Linked DNA regions of Mus musculus: region 1 is linked to region 2. The links are chromatin contacts, called in public HiChIP or PLAC-seq maps. All regions are on one chromosome and are shown on one strand. The core of a region is the stretch at or near the end of the contact, and the rest is flanking DNA. Distances in the headings are between cores, read along the strand shown. Region 1 holds the start of Runx3 (runt related transcription factor 3). Region 2 has its middle 17 kb from the start of Gm16225.

Evidence for each region. HiChIP or PLAC-seq counts read pairs in DNA pulled down with a chosen protein or histone mark.
Region 1: a contact with region 2 is called in a BATF HiChIP or PLAC-seq map of CD8 T cells, with 8 read pairs. The contact joins the promoter of Runx3 here to the enhancer-like site in region 2. A contact is called at or near these places in 3 of 39 promoter capture datasets (embryonic stem cells and trophoblast stem cells), 8 of 484 Hi-C or Micro-C datasets (CD4 T cells, the G1E-ER4 cell line, Th1 cells and 4 more), 4 of 115 datasets of contacts at active chromatin or transcription factors (the 230-238 cell line, CD8 T cells and embryonic stem cells) and 3 of 9 other capture datasets (adipose tissue, liver and pancreatic islet).

Annotation. Positions count from the first base shown.
Region 1 is chr4:135,150,462-135,153,981 of GRCm38.p6, reverse strand. Runx3 (runt related transcription factor 3) reads right to left here and starts at 1,437. Exons shown (of 5, transcript NM_001369050.1): 1 at 926-1,437. The coding sequence starts at 1,210.
Region 2 is chr4:135,101,504-135,104,627 of GRCm38.p6, reverse strand. No RefSeq gene overlaps it. Among named protein-coding and RNA genes, the nearest start is that of Gm16225, 17 kb to the left of the region's middle. Within about 2 kb of position 1,682, at least 25 of the 459 cell types and tissues checked have an H3K27ac peak or open chromatin away from gene starts, as enhancers often do. A contact at or near this core is called in CD8 T cells and Th1 cells, where this site is marked.

The DNA of each region.
Region 1 (3,520 bases), core at 188-2,687, 50 kb before region 2:
GCTACCAGGATGGAGGCATTCCCCAAGTCTCTGCCTATCTTTCGGGATGCAGACTTATGCCGGAGGCAGCCCTTTAGAACCGGCCTACGGTCGCCCTGTGCAACACTTCAGCCGCTGAGGTTGAGAGTGTGGGAAGGAAGTGTTTCTGCTGCAGAGCAGGAGGCGCGGTGCTAGGCCAGGCCCTCCTCGCCCTCTGTGCCCCACACCTCCCGGGTCCTCGCCCAGCTCCGGCGGTCCTCATCCCAGTTACCGGTTAGACTGTGCCAAAGAATCTGGGAGCCCCAGTCCTCCGGTTTCCATGCCACTATACTCTGCAGGGCCCCGTGAAGGCCAGGTGGAACGGGGTATGGCTCCTCCAGGCTGTCTGTGCCACCGAGAAGGAGCGCCCCAAGTGTCCGTGTCCTCCGGCAGAGAGGCCGCGGTGTACCGTTCCCAACGGGAGGTCTGGGGTTCTGACTCTTGGAATAGGAACGGCAGAAGAACTCCCCACGCCCAGTTCTCCTGGACGTCCTCCTGGTACCTTCCCTGACTGATGTAACCATATTTCTCTCTGGACCCGGGCTCGGGCAGCGGGGACACCCAGGTTCCTCTCATGTTCTGTCGGGCCTGGGCTCCTGCAGCGTGGGTGACCAGGCACCCCTATGTCCTGCTAGCCGGGTGACCCCCTTTTCTTCCACCACGGTACCTCCCATGTTCTCTGGGGTCTGGGCTCTTATTGCGGATCGCCTGGAGTCCAGCGGGGGTCCTTCCGGGAGTGGCATCCTGCAGTAGGGGCGCCCGGGTACCCCGGTGTCTTGCCAGCTGGGTGACATCCCCTTTCATGTCCTACTTCTAGGTGCTCCCCAAGTCCTCCCCGGTATGGGCTCCTGCAAATGGGGGCGCCCAGGTTCCCCGGTGTCCTCCCGGCTCGGGCCCCTGCACTCACCTTGAAGGCGACCGGCAGCGTCTTGTTGCAGCGCCAGTGCGAGGGCAGCACGGAGCAGAGGAAGTTGGGGCTGTCGGTGCGCACGAGCTCTCCCGCGTGGTCGGCCAGCACGTCCACCATCGAGCGCACTTCGGGCCGGGTGCGGCCGCCGGGGCCCGCGGTTGCCTGCGCGCTTAGCGCGCCGCTGTTCTCGCCCATCTTGCCGCCGCCGCCGCCGCCGCAGGGGAAGGCCGTGGAGGGGGGAGTGAAGCGGCGGCTGGTGCTCGGGTCTACGGGAATACGCATGCCGCGGCCGTCAGGGCGCGGGCGGCCGCAGCCGCGGGAAGCGGGAGGCGGGAAGGCGGCGGCTCGGGGCCCGGCCAGCGTGGGGGGTGGGGGGAGGGGCGGCGCCGGGGGAGGGGGTGCGCCCCGACGGTCGGCCGCGCGCCCGCTAGTCCCGCATCCGGCGCGCGCGGCCGCCCCACGGACTCGGCGGCCGCGGCCCCAGCCCGGATCCTAGAGAATCAAGTGGCGGCGACGCGGCCGCCCGCGCGGGGTTAGTACCCCGGGCCTCGGGGCGGGGCCGTGCGAGCGACGCGGGGCGCAGCCAATCGCAGCCCCCAGGCTCGGGGTTCGCCGTGGAGGACCCGGTGGCTCGGGCCCGCGCGAGCCAAGCAGGGGCCAGGCTCCGCCCCAGAGGGTCTAGACACCCGCGTCCCGGTAGCCGCGCGGGGAGCCGCGGTCCCCGGAGTCAGGAGCGGCCGCTGCGACCTGGGCAGACATCGGGTTTCCAGCCTCCTGGCTGCGGCTCGCTTCCCCTCCCTCGAGTCGCAGCCTGGCTGCTTCAGCTCTGGCCACCGCAGCCCGGAACCTGCACCCTCAGCTGGTTGCCGCGGTGACACCCAAGACGGTTTTCTCATTCCCTCCACTCCACAAACGATTTTGACCCTAGAGCTTCCACCCCACGAGGGAGTCCACAGCTCCGCGCGGCCTTGGCTCTCGTCTCTGTGGCTTCTGTGTCAACCTTCGAGGCAGACAGAATAGGGGTTGCCACAGGGACCAACAGTGGGGTGGGGACAACCACACGGCTCCTGTCCACTCAAAACTAATTTCAGGATCGCGCAGGCCTCGTGGAGTTGTCCTCTGTCTTGGCAGCTCATGGGTCTTTGAAAACTACAATGGGGCCTACAACAGTGTGCTTTTTTGGAACATTCCATGCTACACCATACGCATGCAACCACCGTCCGTCTAGTGGAAGTGGATGAGGGTCTGTGGCAGAAAGAAGTCTTAACGCTCAGACTGCTTTCTCCCCACGGATGGAAAGGGGTCCTCCTAGGGCCGGGCCATAGTCTTCTTGGCCCTAAAGCGCTGAGCCTACAGAGCTGTCAGGTGCCCTGTGGGAAATCGGCCCTGGGGTCTCTGTGTTCCTCATGCTCCGTGGCCCAGCAACTCCTGGACTTCACTAACAACAACTCTTTCCCGTCCCGTCTCCTAAGCCTGGCATGGGGGCACAGACACACAACTAGAGAGTCCACGGTCACCGGTCACCGAGGGCTGTGCTCTCCCCAACCCCGTGCACTCCTTGGACGGCAGCAACGAACGAATGCATGTGTTTCTCTCACTGCTTTGGAAATTCGACTGCATTTTCGTTGCCAGCGACAGTGAATCTGTCTGCAACTACCAATACAAGCCCCAGAAGCGACACGATTTAGGATCCGATGGCGACAGAGGCATCAAGACCTCATCCTGGCTCTGACCTCAGCTTAGAACACTCCATTTTGTCAAAAAACGAAATCAGGCGCTGTGTGTACAACAGCGGGGTACTAGGTATGTCCTGAGTCTAACGAGTGCCAGGAGAATTGTATTCTGCCCCTCTCTGGGCCTTATGCCAGCGCCTCAAGCCACCAGGGAAGCAAGGACAGTGAAGGTCCCTTACTGGAACTTTTTGAGAACCTATGATTCGGAGTTGACCATCACTAGGCCTTGGGCCGCCATGGAAACAGCCTCTGGACCAGAGGGGATCTAGGAAGCCTGGCCCTGAGCATGGGCCCTCAGGGGGCTCCCCTGGAAAGGGAGCACCGCTAGTCACCAGGTAGGACCCAGACCGAGTCGTCTATTCTGCCCTCGAGCGATTGTGGGCCGTGACTGGCAGCCTCTGCGATGCGATGCATAAATTCGATTTCTTGAGTGATTCCAGTTTGCATCTGCCCCATACTAGTCCCTCCGCCTGATTTCTCTTTCTGATCTTACAACAAATTAATAACCGGGTCTCCGGAAAGTGGGGCTACAGGAATGACCCAACATCTGACCCTGGGCCCGGACTCAGCTATAACCCTCGGAAGACGCGGGCACCAGATCCAAGGGTTGGGGAAGTGCTGGCCTTCAGTACGCAGCCTGAGGTCGCAGGTGAAGGGTCGCCCGGGCTGAAGCAGTGTCGTGAACCGCCCACTAGTTGGCGCTGGCGCCTTGCTGGCTGCTCAGTTGCCCCCACCAGACTCAGAGCACAGACTTGCGCCTGCAGCAGGGGCAGCACGGGCAGCACGGGTTTTCCAAGCCACGGAGCGTTGGGGAAGAGCTACTTTCTGGAGAGTGCGCGCCTGATTTCTCTTTATACCA
Region 2 (3,124 bases), core at 433-2,932:
TGGATGGCTCTGAAGTGGACAACTAAGAGCCCTCCTCTTCCTCCTCCTCTATCTACCTGAAACCACCCTGCTTCATAGAGCAGCCCAGCCCTGTCTCAAGCACTTCTGACTTTGCTTTCCAGCCTAACCTTCCAGGGCCCCTCTCTCGGCCCTGCTCACTCCAACCCCAGGGCTTTCACTTCTACCAGCTCTTCCAGCAAGCCCTTCCTCCCACCATCCTGTGGGAAGGGGACCAGGTTTCTGTGGGCATATACACCTGCCTGTGAGCTCCGGGACAGGGAGGGACCTGTTGTTGTTCTGGGTCCACCTACACAGATGGTGGGAGATACTGGAGAGTGAGGAGATGCTGAATAAAGACATCGAAGAAGATGGAGGAGGAGGAGGAGGAGGAGGAGGAGGAGGAGGAGGAGGAGGAGGAGGAGGAGGAGGGACATTTACAAAGTGGAAACTGGCTGACTTGACACTGCAAACCAGGGCTCATACTCTCTGCATCCCACTGCTTGGAGCCCGTGTCTAGCCCTATCTCTTACTAGCTGTGTGTCCTTGCTCTAGGGGACAGCCCGGCTCCCCCAGTCTACCCAGCTCATGTGCTACCCACCCCGGAAGCGTCTCCCGAGTCTCATGCTGATGCCCAGATGAGATTTGCTTTCACACCTGCCTCACCCTCTGCTGCTCTGATTCCAGGAAATACACCCAGCTCCCCCACTCTCTTCCATCCCTTGTCCCCAACCTTTCTCTGGCTTGAGGACTTAGGGACTATGAATAAAAAGGGCTAAAGGCCTCTGAAACACACCTGTGACCTCCCCCACCTGAAACACCAGCAGGGGACAAGGACAAGGCTCCTTCTCAAGCACCAGGCATAGGGAGACAGACTTCGGGGTTCTCTAGGGAAGGAGGGAACATTCGTGGAGTGCCTGTTTGTACAGGTGCCTCAGACATACTCTGAGTTTATTTTTCCAACAGCTGGATAAGTATTTGTCTAATAACATAGAGGTAAGAAAACAGGCACAGAGAGGTAAAGTAACAGGGTTAAGATCACACAGCTATTAAGAGAAATGAGAGAGACAGAGACAGAGAGACAGAGACAGAGGGGAGGGGGGAGACAGAGAAAGACAGAGATGGGGGGAGAGAGAGAGAGAGGAGGGAGAGAGAGGAGGGGGAGACAAAGAGAGAGGAGAGAGAGAGAGAGAGAGAGAGAGAGAGAGGAGGAGGGAGAGAGAGAGAAAGAAAGAGATGAGTTGCAATGTCTACTAATTTCTGTGGTGTAAATATTCTCACCAAAACTGTGTACAAACTACCACAGTTAGGTCTGCAGACTCTAGAAGACACTTTATCACAGCTGGTTGTAACTGGCATTGGGGACCCAGACTCCCCATTTAAGTTTGTCTCCCAGCCTAGCTCGGGAAAGTGAGTGAATGGCAGGCTGATGTCGCAGGTTCTAGAATGTGGATCCAAATGACTTTGGGGCCAGTCCCCAGGGCTTTCTCTTGTCCCAGAGCTGTGCTTAGTATATCTCCATCTTCCCTCCACCTTCACCTCACAGGCCTCTTCCCTCTAGAATATTCCCTCTGCCTTAGGAAGCTTTTCAAAGACAGCTGGTTGAAAAACAACTCACACAGACAGACTCTACAGGTTTCCCCCCTCCCTCTTCAGAGAACAGGACGTGAGCCGGCCAGGGTGAAGCTTCCGGTGTGAGATGATGTGTGGGCTTTCTGAGCAAAACAAGGGCCAGGCTGTGGTCCTGAAGGAACTGAGGCCACAGTCACCTGGAATTGAGCCTCGGGCAGGACAACCCTGGGAAGCTCAGGCTGCCCCTGCCCTCCCTGGGGACAGGTTTTCTGGCCAGGCACAGAATGTTCCCCCACACACCACAGTTGCGCCCCATTTATTGAGACCTTTGCCACAGGCCACCCTGACCCTACCCAGTCCTGGCTTCTGTGGTCTCTTTCTGGAATGGGTGTGACCCAAGAATCCCTGGCTCCGTCTCTGGGAGCCTCAGGTTCCTTATCTCTGAAATGGAAACGAGAATGTAGACTTTGGGGTCTTGCCGGCCGGCGGAGCTTCATGTAAATGGCACACCCCACAGGATGTCCGGCAGGCTGGAAGTGGCAAGGTGACATTAGTGACCAGTCTGGTATGGACACTAGCTGACGTCTGTTTGGGTACTTAGTGGCCGGTGACTCACTGAGGCTCTCTGGAGGGAAATTTTCAAGTGTTAGCCGAAGGGGGCTTCAGCAACTTACCTAAGCTATTTGTGCCTCAGTTTCCCAATCTGTAAAGTAGAGGCATGAGCCCATGGATTAGTATAAGTCAAGTGCTCAGAACCACACGTCGTGGCCTGTGGCACTTAATTAATGGCAGCTAGAGGTCTTATCATTAATTTGACAGCTCATGACAGTTGCACACCAGAACATGCGGTTTTGTTATTAACTTGTGGTGTGCCTTTGATGGGGACAATCCACAGTATGTTTTCCTGGAGGCTTCATCCTCCAAGGCCCTAGTGTCACCCACGTCTGCATTTGTGACTTGGGCTAGAACAGACCCAGCATGACAGGACAACTGTCACTATCACCCATAGTTTCTAGATGGAGGGACACTTCTCAAGCATCTCTGAAGCCACCTGTTGGGATAGGCACCCCACCCACAGGTCCACTCTATCCCCAGATCTGGTGGACCTGGCCACACCTCCACGCACCTAACCCAGGCTTGCCACTCAAGGCTTCCTGAGCCCTGGCCACTGACAGAGATTGGCTCTTCCAGCTGGGCATGTGACACAGTGGAATTAGCACTTTGGCTCCATCAACTGCCACATTCAGGTCTTCTGCCTGCCCAATGTCACCCCTAGCCAGCACGACTCCCACCTACTACAGACATAAAATAAGAAGTCTGTCTCCTGGCCCTGGTTCTGGGACCGGCCATCTCTGCCCACACCACCCCTCCCCCACACAGCGACCTTGGGGAGCCTGCCACACAGAAGCAGATGCTTTCCACATGACCAGTATTGAGGGACTATGTTCCTTCCTCCTGAAACAATTTTGCTTCTAGAGCCATTTTACAGATTGGAAAACTGAGGCAAAAACTTCACAATGAATCCTGCTGTGTTGGGGGATCCTTTGTGCTACTT